3 separate regions of the Sus scrofa genome follow, and all the other regions are linked to region 3. Evidence: chromatin contacts called from public Hi-C data. All regions are on one chromosome and are shown on one strand. The core of a region is the stretch at or near the end of the contact, and the rest is flanking DNA. Distances in the headings are between cores, read along the strand shown. Region 1 overlaps TGFBR3 (transforming growth factor, beta receptor III). Region 2 overlaps TGFBR3 (transforming growth factor, beta receptor III). Region 3 has its middle 25 kb from the start of TGFBR3.

The links. A called contact is a pair of places that touch in the nucleus more often than the background predicts.
Region 1: a contact with region 3 is called in a Hi-C map of retroperitoneal adipose tissue, with 2.0 times the contacts expected there. The contact joins two enhancer-like sites. A contact is called at or near these places in 2 of 5 promoter capture datasets (fetal skeletal muscle and liver), 7 of 47 Hi-C or Micro-C datasets (embryonic fibroblasts, fetal heart ventricle, mesenteric adipose tissue and 3 more) and 1 of 2 datasets of contacts at active chromatin or transcription factors (skeletal muscle).
Region 2: a Hi-C map of retroperitoneal adipose tissue shows a contact between it and region 3, with 2.0 times the contacts expected there. The contact joins two enhancer-like sites. A contact is called at or near these places in 1 of 5 promoter capture datasets (liver), 3 of 47 Hi-C or Micro-C datasets (heart right ventricle, liver and retroperitoneal adipose tissue) and 1 of 2 datasets of contacts at active chromatin or transcription factors (skeletal muscle).

Annotation. Positions count from the first base shown.
Region 1 is chr4:125,245,851-125,250,054 of Sscrofa11.1, forward strand. All of the region lies in intron 3 of TGFBR3 (transforming growth factor, beta receptor III), which reads left to right. Among named protein-coding and RNA genes, the nearest start is that of TGFBR3, 110 kb to the left of the region's middle. Within about 2 kb of position 1,826, at least 33 of the 83 cell types and tissues checked have an H3K27ac peak or open chromatin away from gene starts, as enhancers often do. A contact at or near this core is called in retroperitoneal adipose tissue, where this site is marked.
Region 2 is chr4:125,292,585-125,297,213 of Sscrofa11.1, forward strand. TGFBR3 (transforming growth factor, beta receptor III) reads left to right here. Exons shown (of 18, transcript NM_214272.1): 16 at 2,321-2,356. Among named protein-coding and RNA genes, the nearest start is that of TGFBR3, 160 kb to the left of the region's middle. Within about 2 kb of position 2,452, at least 17 of the 83 cell types and tissues checked have an H3K27ac peak or open chromatin away from gene starts, as enhancers often do. A contact at or near this core is called in retroperitoneal adipose tissue, where this site is marked.
Region 3 is chr4:125,110,268-125,114,674 of Sscrofa11.1, forward strand. It overlaps a transcript of TGFBR3 not described here. Among named protein-coding and RNA genes, the nearest start is that of TGFBR3, 25 kb to the right of the region's middle. Within about 2 kb of position 3,099, at least 3 of the 83 cell types and tissues checked have an H3K27ac peak or open chromatin away from gene starts, as enhancers often do. A contact at or near this core is called in retroperitoneal adipose tissue, where this site is marked.

The sequences.
Region 1 (4,204 bases), core at 576-3,075, 130 kb after region 3:
TATCTGAAATGGCCAAAACAGGCAAGTCTGCAGAGACGGAAAGTGGGCGAGTAGTTGCCAAAGGCTGGTGGCAGGAGATAATAAGGATTGACCATTAATGGTGTGGCATTTCTTTGGGGGGTGATGAACATGGCCTGGAATTAGGTAATGGTGCTGATGATCACAATTATAAATGTACCACTAAAAACACTGAATCCTGCAGTTTAAAAGTGACTGCTAATGCTAGCTCAATGAAGTGAATGAAAATGTATGATTTTGTGTCTGTAATTTATGTAATATAATTATAGTAAGGTTGACATATCTCAACTTGCTGCAGCCTTCTTTTCAACAGTGATGTGAAATCAATGAACCCAATTTTAAAATCTTTCTACTTCATTCCATGATTTTTTTAAAAAAAAATCTTGCTTGCTTTGTATTACAAACCTGAGCACACTCTCCTGCAAGGGTTACAGACTTATAGTCCTGGGACAAGCAGAAATTCGCAAGCTGAGGCCCTAATGCCTGGCTTCTAATAACAAGAAAGGCGTCATCCCGGGACCCTGACAGCCTTTTCACGTCAGGCTTGTTGCTGTGCCTGCTCGTGAGGGAAAAAGGTGTTTTTAAGATTAGCGGAAATCTCAAGATGTAAGCCACAGCTTCTTCCAACCTCATTCGCTCTTGGGACTTCTGTGCTGCGATTACTGTTTTTCAGCCACTTAGCAGTAAAATCAGGAAAGAAATTATGCAGATGTGTGTGTCGGAGTGAAGGTGGGGGGCTGAAGGAGATGCTGGCCTGCAAGGCCGAGTTTCCAATATGTGGGGCATATCTGTACTCAAAACGTATTCAGTGTTTACCTAAAATTCAAATTTAACTAAGTGTCCTATATCTTATCTGGTAGTTCCACCCAGAGGAAGCTCAGATTTTTGTTTCTAGTTCACACTCTGGCCTGGGTGTCAGGAGGCCCAAGCACTAGTTGGTTCTGCCACTAAGTAGTTATATTTCAATCACTGGACTAGTCTCGGCTCTGCCACTAAGTAGATATGCTCCCATTGCTGGACTAGTCTTGGTTCTGCTCCTAGCTAGTTACACTCCGATCACTGGACTAGCCTTGGTTCTGTCCCTAAGTAGTTATACTTCAATCTCTGGACTAGTCTTGGTTCTGCCCCTAACTAGTTAGGCTTCAGTCACAGGACAAAGTCACTTAACTCCCCAGGCCTCAGCTTCCTCATCTCTAAATCGAGGTGCTGGTACCACTCAGTCTCTCGAGTTCCTCCCAAACTCTCGTTCTTTGATAGTACAACTGCTAGATATTAGAGCCCCGTTTAATTGGAAACAGAAAATGGCAAATCTGAATGTTGCCTCTTCAGCAAATCCAAGTAAATACCAGGGCAGGGCCACTGAAATAAATGAGAGAAACTGAACTCTCTGCTTTTGGCTTAGGATTAAAAACAAATAAAAATTTAATCCTAATGAAAAATGTAAATTAATACCAGGAACAAGCTTAATATTTAAAGCCTCGTTTTGTGTTTCTGAGCGGGGTGGCTGGGTGGGTGAAGCAGCTGAGGTTGCCAAAGTCGGTCTGTTCCTTTTACTTAAACTTGGGGAGAAAAAGGGCCAAATATTTTGGGCCCCTGCCACCAAACCACAGGCAGTTCTCTGGTCTGCACTGCAGTTTGGATGCCTGACAAGGCTCAGTGAAAAACAAGTGCTATTTGTTTTCCTGTGCCCAGTATTTAACTGGAAATCAGAAGGCCAAATTTCCAATCAGTTGTTAAATAGCCCCAGATGTGTGCTTAGCGCGGCTCTAGGAAGGGCCACGCACGCCCGCACCACCGCGCATGCCCACAGCCTCCTTTCCTGAATCCAAGGGATGTGTGGCTGCGCGCTGAGCGTCCAGGATGCCCTCGCAAGAACTCAGACATTCAAGTTTGCTTGTAGAGGAGGGAACTTTAAAATTTTGTCCTGAATTCTCTCCTGGGCTGCATTTAAACACCCGGGAATGCTTTTTTTCTTTTCGAATTTCCTCCTTTCCGTCGTTCGGCCGTTCCCCGCCCCCGTGGAGGACAGCGTGGCGTGCGCGCCCCTGGTGTGATGGGTGGTTTCCGCCTCTACCTGTGCATTCCCCGCCTCCGCCAGTTTCCGGTGCCCGCAGGACCCTGGGCGCTGCGCTGACCGGGGGCTCCAGGTTGCAGGGGGCTGCTGGATCGCCTGTCCTGAGGGGCTGCCTGTGATCTGGGAGAGATGGTTACAGATCGGAAGTCCACTGGATCCTGAAATTGGAGACAGTCCTATTCCACGTGCAGCCAGGGCAGCTCCCTCTGGGGTGAGGGAGGAGCACTGCGTGGTAGCTGGTCAGGGTTGCAGCCGGGCATGGCTTTGGGGCTCAACCAGAAGGGGCATCCGTGTGTACCCGGAGTCTGGTTGTAACATTTTGGATTTTCCCGTGAGGTCTTTCCCCAAATAAATGCTCTCTTAAAAAAAGGCAGATGAAATCTAAACGTTTCAAGATTGGTTCTTCGTTTTTCTTTTTTAAAAACGTCTCTTGTGGAATGACTCACTGTGCTCTGTGGGATGATCTGAGTGGTTGTGTACCGGGCAGTTTTGCTCCAGAGGCTGCTTATCTGTTGGTTTTGTGGCTTGTCCATAAGAGCCTTAATTATAAGGGGCTTGATCCTCTCATGAACTAGGGTCAGTCAACTACCCGACTTCCTAGGAGCGAGTTTCTGGCTCTTTTGTGGTGAGAGCTCTTCCTAAATGTCACTGTGGTAATTAGCACCTTGGAAAGAGGCCAGTTTCAGCTGGTAATTCTGGTCCAGAAAGAGTTTTCGAAAGCCTTGCTAGAATTTATCCTAAGCGGTTGTATGAAAGCTGGGAAATGTTGCCAGAGAGTGGCCCCCTGGCCCTACGAGGCTTCCTGGGCGTGTTCTTCCAAATCAAGACGTCCTGTCCTGAAGGGTTCATAGACTTTTCCTGCCTCTGCTGGACGTGCTGGGTCACGTCTGTGTGGGGGAAGGTTGGTGTTGCTTTGTGTCGAATCCCTGCTGTCCTTTAAGGCTTTACTGGGTAAGGCTGATCTGGTAATCTGATGAATCTGCCCTTCCCAAGCCTTGGGCAATTGCATCAGATGTTCCGTCTCTGGTGTCCTTGGTTAATGTGGTGGGCAGCCTCCAGAGAGCCGTTTGGTCGAAAAAGCAAGTGTTTTGTTAAGGAAGGTGGCAGGGTATTTTTCCATGCCGTGGGATGGAGGAAATCTGTCTCCTGGGAAAGGCTCCTTTGCTTCCGTGACAGTCATTTTGATTTTCCTCTGTGCTTCCATTCCCGTTCTCCTCCGCTTTCACCGGGACGACTCCTCCCTCCAGCTGCTGGGGAAGCAGGGGGCAGAGAGAAGGAAAACCACCCTTGGAGAGACTCTGTCCAGAAGCAGAGAAGGCACAGCCCTGCTCCGCCTGCCTGCTTCCCTGGTCACTCTCGTAAAAGCTGGGCTCCTATTGCGTGGTTTCTGGCATCCTGCAGATGCGGTTGAATGGGCACTCGTTCCTTGCTAATGTTACGCAACGGGGCTGACCCTACCTCTCGGAGCCCCGTTTGCCTCAGTCAGATGCGAGGGCTCAGAATCCACGAAGCGTGCCCCACGTGGAAGCCCCCTTTTTATGGTTTCTTCTTCAGGATTCGACTAAGCCAGGGTCCGGGGCCCTCTTATCTATCCTGCTCTACAGATTCCTTGAGTTTAGCAGCGACTGCTCCCTGCAGCTAGAGTAGAAAGAGCTCCAGGGTGAGAAATGAGGTGTTGGGGTCTGTTGTCAGCCCTGCTTTCTGCCAATGCTGTGCCCCAGGCAGGTCCTTGAGCCTCTCCGAGCCTCAGTTTCCTTGTCTGTAAGTGGAACACAGACTGTTCCGCCTTGGCAAAGAGGAAATCTGTCCAGAGAATTCTAGGTACCTACTGGGAGTCAAGTGTTTGTGAAATTCACTGTGTGTCCTGGAACCTGGGTTGGCAGGTTGGATGTAGCGTAAAAGAAAAATAGGAGACAGAACCCTTCTTCGGAAGGGATTTCCCAGAAGCACGAGTGGAGGTCCAGGCAGATGGGCTCACGGCGAGCAGTGGTCGGGATGCCAACATTTTATTTGTTCCTGAAAGACGTCCTTTGGGTGCCCTTTATACCTTGGGCTCCGCTCCTTCGGACATCACGCTACCTTGGAAGACAGGAAGGGGTGAATTTAAGTCTC
Region 2 (4,629 bases), core at 1,202-3,701, 180 kb after region 3:
AGTCATCTGATCTAAGTCTCACTTTCAGGTATCTCCTAATCCCAGGGCCACCACGCCGCACAACTCCAGGGGGCGCCATTCAATTGGCGTGGCTGTGATTCCTCTGCTGGCATTCCTTCCCCTAGAACTAGACCTGCTACCTCATGCTGCAGGAACGTTATCAACTAGCTGACACGGTTCATGCTGAGATTTCCAATCCCATCCGGCTTCTTTAGTTTTACAAACGTCCATTCAAATGCTGCAAGTTTGGGGTCAGTTTCTCACAAAGTCCTTTTGCTTCACTGTGGGTTCCAGCACAAGGTGTGTGTTCCTTCTTTACTGAAGGAAAACGGAGATGAAAAGAGACACTAAACACTTATCACTTTTAAACTCTCCAGAGCAGGGCAGGGGCTGTGCCAGGGCTCAGCACGCTCTTTCTATAAAGGGCCCGATGGTGAATATTTTCAGTGTGTGGCTTATGGAGTCCCTGCCTCAGCGATGTAGCTGCTGCTGCAGAATGAAAGCAGCCATGGAGGATATAGAAGGAGTGTCGTCATGTTCAAATAAAGTTTTACTTACGGAATTGATTTGAATTTCTTATAATTTTCGCATGTCATAAAATATTATTTTAGGAGTTCTCTTTGTGGCTCAGTGGTTAATGAACCCAACTAGGATCTATGAAGACGTGGGTTCATTCCGTGGCCTCGCTTAGTGGGTTAAGGATCTGGTGTTGCCATGAGCTGTGATGTAGGTCGTGCGGCTCAGATCCCTCATGGCTGTGGCTGCGGTGTAGACCAGCAGCTGTAGCTCCGATTTGACCCCTAGCCTGGGAACCTCCATGTGCTGCAAGTGTGGCCCTAAAAAGCAAAATAATAATAGTATTTTGATTTTTTTCAGTGACTTAAAAATATAGAAGTTATCTGTAGTTCACTTATACAGAACTAAGTGGTAGGCAATGCCCTGCTCCCCCTGGTCTGTGACGTTCTCAGCGTTGAGGGTGGCCCGTGGCACGTAGCTGTGCCCAAGGTGCTTCTCCACTGGCGCTTCCCCAGCTAAGGACAGAATGACACTCCCAGCCAGTTTCGAGGCAGAATCTGGAATCTTGGGTCAGGCCCGCCCTGATGCTTCCCAGCTGTGACCTTGGGCTAAGTCCCACAACGGTCTCAAGCTGCTCGTTTGTAAAATGGTGATAAGGCTTCTTGCCCTGCCTCCCGCGGGGGTGGCTGAAAGCTCAGATGAGATCAAGCCCACTGTCTGAGCACAAAAGCTTTATGTAGAAATGGAAAGCACGCAGGCATTTTCATACTGTCTCATTCCAAACTTCCTCCGCTGCCTCCATGTTCAAAAAGTGCATCAGTCTAATCCTCCTTCACCCTGCATTTCTGGGAAGGCTGTTCTGTGCCAGGCTGAGTCCTGAGGCCACGCAAATGAGAAAGAAGCGAGAGAATCCCGGTGTGACGCTAGATGAAGGTGCATCTCTAACAGAGAGGGAGGGCGCCAGCAGAACTGGGGAGACTTGCCCTGCTGGGTGGCACCAGGTGGGGTGATGGGAGCGCCAGAGATGCCCTCCCCGGGAAAATGCCAATGGAGCAGGTCTCGGGGGTGGCTTGGAACTTGCAAGGACATGGAACTGCTTGGACAGTGGGGGGACTTCACCATGAGGAGCCCGGCCTGGGCGAGGAAGCCAATAGCAAGGGTGGCTGGAGAGCGGTGGGCAGAGGGAGGCAGACCTGGGTGCGGGCTCGAGCTGGACTTTTTCCCCATAAATGAAGGGAAGTCATTGAGCGGTTTAATCTGGGCAGCAGCATAGTCAGCTCTGGGCTCGGAAAAGTCAGCAGTAGTGGAGAAAGGACACCAGGCAGAAAAGGCTGTGAGGGTGCAGATGTGCCGCGAGAAGCCGAACCAGCGCACGACAGCACGGCGGTGGGAGAATGAAGACACTTAGAGCCCTCGGGTGCCTTCACATAAGACTTTTTTGAAAGTGGAGTAATATTGAAAACACTGGGGAAACACAGTATTTCAAGGTAGGGGACCCTTTTGTAAATCAATATAAAGGCATGTCCCCATGCACGAATTACCAGACTCCGATGCCTTAGGTTGAGGCATTTGCCTTCAGAAATCAAGCTGGAGAAACCAAGGACAGGGCTTAAAATTTCTGAGTCCTCCCTGGTGCAGTCTTTATATCCAAAGATGACCACTGAGTATTCCTAACAAACAGAAGTCTTACCAACCGAGGAGTGTCAGCCTCTGCTGCAATGTGGATAACCTTTTACTTAAAAACTCAGTTCCTTTGAAAAAAAATCAGAACGCATCGTGATTTATGTTTTTGTTTCAGAAACAGGTCCAAGCACGAAGGAATCGAATCCAATTTCTCCACGTAAGTCTTTATGCAACTGTTTCGAAATAAAGCCTCCTGGGCTTTCATAAGAATGAGTTGGTTATGGAACGTTCGCCAGACTTGGAGGTTTGATAAGGAGACTTCTGCTCTCATTCTCTCTCACTCCCCCCCTTTTTTTCCTCCTCCTTTCTTTCTCCCTTCCTCTAACCTTCCTTCGTTCTTCTTTTCTCCTCTCTACCTTTGCCATTTTTAAAGATGAGCACGTGTGGACCCATGGCTGTGTGTCACCTTCATGGGAAGGGAGTGAATTTCTTAGTCTTAGAGAGACAAGGTCATGATGGGCCATCCTTACATGGGTTGCGACCTGAATGCATTACACAGAGCCATGGGACTGTTGCGCTTTGTGTCATTAAGGATTTCTAGCTGCTCGGAGGAGAGGCTAACGGAGCCCGTGGCTATACCTTAAGACAACCACGAGTCCCAGGGGTGTGGAGAGAGGGCTTCTAAGACCAAAGGAGCGACCAGCTGCAACAAAATGATACGCTGGAGATGATCTGGGCCAGGTTCATTTCTCTCCGCAGAAGAGCACTCTGACCCAGAAGTACTGAAGTGATTTCCCTATGGTTATGACTGGCCCTGAGGCAGGGCTAGAATCTGGGCTTTCTGGCTGCACGCCCAGAGCTCTTCCAGATAATGTTGCCTCGTTTTTTTTCTTCTCTAGGACTTTCCGGATTAGTCTCCATGGCTGACCCCATCCCGTACACATAGTGGGCAGTCTGGAGAGTTCCTTCATGCTGAGTGCCTCATCACCCATTCTCTGAAGTATATTCTTCCGCAGTATCATGGGGCGGTCTTGTGAACCCTGAAAGAGATGCCTGAGGGCACCTTCTTCCGTAGTCGCCAATCCGAGTCTCGGGGTTGACACCTGCGTCTGCAGACATTTAGAAAGTCTTCCCCAGAAACTTGTCATCATGACCCACTTCTGTGCCTGTAGACTGGGAAGACAAGTCCTCTTTTAATCCCTGTCCTGCAGACTCGATTAAATGAGACGGAAGGCTTGGGTCATCTTCACCTCCGTGGAGTCTTCCCAAGCTTCCTCCCTCTGAAGACTCCAACGCCTTTTGGATGCAGCAGGTGCAACAGGGCTGTCCCTTTTGCTAGAAGTCAAATGAACACCAGAGGGCACGGGGCTGGAAGCGTAGGGACCAGAACTTGGGGATGTGGATCCCCCAGAATCTTCTCCGAATCCTCCTTTCCCGAAGGAGAGCCTCTGAGCGCTGGCGCTGCTCGGGGCTCAGACTTGTCTCCAGCTGGGTCCTCCACGCAGAGCTGAGAGGCAGAGGGATGGCGTTCGCCGAGAGATCAGCTGGAGCCCCTCCGATGAGCGGAGAGGACGCAGACACAGGGTGGAAACAACGGAGATGCTGCCCCCCCATTTCCCTGACGGGAGAGAGAGACCTTAGAAATTCTACTCCCCCGAGAACCTCGCTCCCTTGGAAACGGGTTTTTCCTTTTTATAAGTGATTCAAAGAAAGTAGCTCTCTTAAACGAAAGGAAATGTTTTATTTCTGTGCCTGGAATTAATTTCACATGCAAAAACCTTTGCCAAATGGAGGAACAATTGGTTCTATTTATGTTTTGCTGACCATAAAATTGACATCGCTCCCCACTGAGAAATATTTCCGTTCTCCTCCTAGCAAGAGCAGGGTTGGAAAAAAAAAAGTGTTAAAAAGCAGCTTGTGACACAATAGGTGGCTGTCGAGATGGAGGATTGAATGTGAGGAGATGGGTGACACGTGATGATTCGTAGGAACGCTCGATCCTTATGTGCTGTTCTCTCCTTCTCACCGTCTTCCTTCCTGTTGTCTGTCATCCTTTTAAATGTGCACGAAAGTAGGTTTGCAAAGAATTTGAACCGTGTTTTTTCTGTAGCGCCTCACGGTTGGAGGTGTTCCATGAAGAAGAAGCAATGAATCACATTTTGATCTTGAAAATTCTCCTTATTTTCCTAAGGTGGTTTTGTTTTTGTTTTTGGTCTTTTTAGGGCGCACCTGTGCATATGGAGGGTCCCAGGCTAGGGATCTAATCGGAGCTGTAGCTGCCAGCCTTGCCAGAGCCACAGCAACGCCAGATCTGAGCCACATCTTCGACCTACACTACAGCTCACGGCAGTGCCGGATCCTTAACCCACTGAACGAGGCCAGGAATCGAACATGTGTCCTCATGGATGCCAGTCAGATTCGTTTCCGTGAGCCACGAGCCGCGACGGGAACTCCTCTAAGCAGCTTAACCTCTGAATTTGCAAGCTGCTT
Region 3 (4,407 bases), core at 1,849-4,348:
CGGCGCAGCAGCTGCCGGAGCTTCGCGGCCGCCGGGCGCTGGGCGGGGAAACTTCGCTCTGCTTTTTCCTCCAACTTGTGGCGGGTGGATCTCCGCTGGACACGCCGCCTCCGAGGTACGTGCCGGCCGGGCCCCGCGGCGCTGCAGCGGGCGCCCGGACGCCCTTGGCCGCACCGCTCGCCCCAGCACCCGTCCCCGCCGGGGGCTCTGCAGGCTGCGCGGTGCCTGTCGGCGCTGCGCGGGGCTCCGCGCCCGTCTCCCGGCCGGGATCGCTCGGGCCGCCGGGACCCCCGGGCCGGTGGGGGCGGCCTCGGTCGGGTCGGGCGGTGTTGACGCCGGAGGTCGTGGGGAAGCGGCCGCCCGGGCTGGGCAGCGCGCGGGGCGATGCGCGGTGCTGGGGAAGACATCTGTTCCGCTCCTGCCCTCACTCTTCCTTTCCGCGGTTTCTTCTGACCTCCGCGGGGGCGCGATGGCCACTTCCCACCGGGCGCGTGACAGCGTTGGTGGGCAAGATTGGTGGTGGGTTTGCACTCAATTGCCGTTGCAGAGGCTGCGGGCCCGGGACTCTGGCACCGACGTGAGCTGCGCGCCCCGCGGGCCGCGTCCTCGGGGGGCTCTGCCGGCCGCTGCAGCCCGGAGCCCCGCGGAGCATCCGCCTCGCCCGCGTTAACTTGTTAGCCACCTTACCCAGTTTATTTTGAAGACTTCTCCTGACACCTTCATTTGGTTAGAATAAGCTAGGAACTCACGGGCTGTCGCTAGGAGAACGTGCTTGCAGTCTTGTTCTTATTAGGGCATTTGCCCCACTTTCCAGAGTCACTTAAGGGTAGGAACGGGCTTGTCGAGCGTGAATTACCTTGACAGAGTAGAACTTAGTGGATTTGGTGTTACAGAAAGAGCCGAGAGACGAAAATCGCTCACATTTCCTTCCCTGTGAAGTGGGAATACTAATAAATAGTATTGGCCTCATAAGGTTACTTGAGGATTGAATGCTTTAACATATGTCACGTACTAGAACGATCGATGCCTGGCGCCGAGCAAAGGGCGGCTCGGCTCTTAGCGCTGCTTGTCCGAAGCCCGGCGGCGTCCGGAGAAGGCCGTCGAGGATAGGGGATGGTAGGAATGATAGACCGAGACGGGGCGGCAGGCTTTTTCTGAGTCCGCATCCCTTCTAAGACTAGTAAGCGAGTGGTTTGGGAGGAGAGAAGGCTCTACAAGCAGCAAAGCATCTGTCAAGTCCTTTTCATTTTCCCGAAATGGTACTTTAGGTTGCCAACAGGTATCTGTGGGTGAAAATAACTATTTCTTTCTGGTGATAATGATAGCCAACGTTTATTGGGCACAAGCTGTGTGCCAGTTACTGTCCTCGGGCCTTATGGACACTGAACCGGGACCCCAACTCTGGCAAAAACACTATTAGTGGACCGATTTTTTTAGACAAGACTCTAGAGTTTAGTTACTTGCCCAGGCTATTACACAGCTGTTCTGACTTGGGAAGCCCGGCTCAGACACTCAGCCGAGAACAGCAAGTGCAGTCCGATTCGTGTGCAGCAAATCCCAGCATCTTCTCCCGTCTTCAGCTCCTTTAAGGTGAACCCATCGCTTGGAAAGCACATCAGGTGTCTGAGATTAATTTAGGTGAGCTACCCATGCCGGGTGGGGTCAAATTCTGGCGCCCCTGAAACTGACTCCAAGTAATTGTAAATAGAACTCTGATTTGGAGTAACTAATTTGGATCTTTAATCTTCTTTTCTTTTATTAATTCTCCAGACATTGTTGGTCAGTGTTACTTGGCTTCCTTAGGAAACAGCTTGGGGTTGGCACAGAAGGCAGGGAAATAATTCTTACCCTCTTAAGGGCTATTAAAATGAAATTGATTTCATGCCATTGTGTCAGTTAAAGGATGTTGCTCTGTTTCTTGATGTTCTCTGCTTTTGGCTTTCATTCTGCATTGTTTAGTGTTTCAAGGCTTCAGCATAGTTTCAGCCCTTTAGTTTGTCTTTGTCATTTGTCAACTTTAATTTTTCCTGTTTTGATGGAATCTGACCATCACATGGCAGCTTTGCCTCACAACTGTTGATCCAGCTCATGTTTTTAAGCATTAAAATCACCAACTTACTTGTGAACCCCAGCTCCTCAAAGGCAACCCCTGGGGAATTCATTGTTATTTTGAATATTAGCCAATAGGGGGAGCATAACACATTACCTATTGATATCTGTTAGGCACCCAAATCAGTTTTTATAGAGTATTAAACATACATTTCAGAAGGGGAACCTGTTGTGGTTTTATCTAGCAAAATAACCAAGTTGCTTTTTGAGTTGACTTTGGAGAACTGGGTGTAATTTCAACTCATTATCGTAAGAATGACTTTTTGAGGACAGAGCCTACGTGGTGGATATGTGTCCAGAGCTCTGGTGCCGGGACAGATGTTAAATACACATACCGTTTATTTCCATTTGTTTTCCTTAGGAGGTGTAGGTCAAATAATTTTGTGTCCTTTGGGTAATATTTCAAATTATCTTGGAGAACTGGGAGTCCAGAGAGAGCCTTCGTAACTCCTTTTGCAATGGCCCTCGTTGGCCTCGTGTAGAAAGTCGGATGGAGTGAGTCTGTTCTGGGGAGGTGGAGGGTGGTGGGCTCACCATCCTGTCATCATTTTTCATTAACATCTGATTGCAAGACACGAAGGGATTGTTATTTTGAGTAACAGCGTGTCTACTCCGGTGCCTTCTTCACAGGCTTATATTTTAGTGTAGTAACAGGTCAGAGGTATCATATTTGCTTAGTATAGATGCATGTCTACCGATAAAGATATAAACAATATTTAGGAATGAGCATGCTTGGAAAAACAGTTAAATTGGCTTTTAAAAAAGGTTTTCAATCTTTGTCTACAGTTTTGTAGGCCAGTTTCCTTTCTTGTTTCTAGAATATCAGGTAGTATGGATTTAAGTTCCATTTACCAAGTGAGAGTCAAGTGGATCCTATGTTAAAATAACTTTCAAATTGAGTCTCTTCTTTCTTAACCTCAACATGGCACTTATACATCCGAGTGGCATTTTATTTGGGGTCTAATTTAGGCTTCCATGCTCTCCTCTGGCTTGCTTATTGAGCAAACATTTATCAACCCCCAACACCTTAATAGGCTTAAGGGCCCTGCTCTTGGGAGTTTGGCACATTAGCAGCCCTGTTCCAGGCCCCTGCTAGCAGCTGGCTAAGATGCCTTAGGGCTTAGGACAGCCTTTACACAGGGCCAAAATGGGTTTGCTTAAAGGAAAGTATTGTCGGAGATCCCACTGTGGCTCGGTGGTTAATGAATCCGACTAGGAACCACAAGGTTGCGGGTTCGATCCCTGGCCTTGTTCAGTGGGCCAAGGATCTGGCATTGCCATGAGCTGTGGGGCTCGAATCCTGCGTTGCTGTGACTGTGGCGTAGGCTGGCAGCTACAGCTCCGATTGGACCCCTAGCCTGGGAACCTCCATATGCCCCGGGAGCAGCCCTAGAAAAGGCAAAAAGACCAAAAAAAAAAAAAAATATATATATATATAATTTCCTTTATATACATATATATATATATATATATATAGTCTTTTGGAGACTCAAAGGAATTAACCTTTCTTTTTTACATGCAAACTTGATGGTATCTTGTAAAAGTCCGGGGCTCTGGCTTTTCTGAGAGCCTCGTCTGGGCCTAAGCACCCCAGGAACTCAGATGTCCTTTGAGCACCAAGAAAGAAGGCGATTGCTGCTGACTTCTTTAGTGCCTAAGTGATGACCAAGTTCCTGGGATCATAAATTTGTAGAAATTTCTGACTCTGCATTGTAAGCTTCACAGACAGAACAGGTAACATTTAGGGGATGACTGGTAAGTATTAACATTTTTTGCTGTAATATTTGTCCTGGATGAATTTGCTTTGTGGTCATTTTGAATTACCCCTGTTCTTGAGAATCCAGTTTGAAACTGTATTTGTTTTCCTCCATTGCTGTTGGATGGAGACTAATTGTAACTGTCAGGTTCATTAGTTAATGAGGACAGTCCTCATTTTTTTTTTCTTTTTTGTACTCTTAACCGTTATTTAAAAGGTGATTTTATTGCTGTTGCAGTCCGTCCCCTGGAGTGTTTTTCTTATAATTTTAAACTTCTTTTGGAATTGTGGAACTTAAAAAATGTTAACTCCGTTTTGAACTTTGCATGATTCAAGTTAGATAATGTTTTTCAGGAGTCTTTAACTTCAAGGCAGTCTTGTGTTGCCTCTAGGCACATGTACGGTTTGGAATATAAAAGAGTGAATCTAGGGCGCTGGGGGCCTTGGAAGGAAATTAGTGCACCAAGACCCAGGGCAGTCATTTCTCTGGTGCCACATCTTCAGAGGAACTCTTGGGATGATGGCATTGTCTTTTTGTAGCT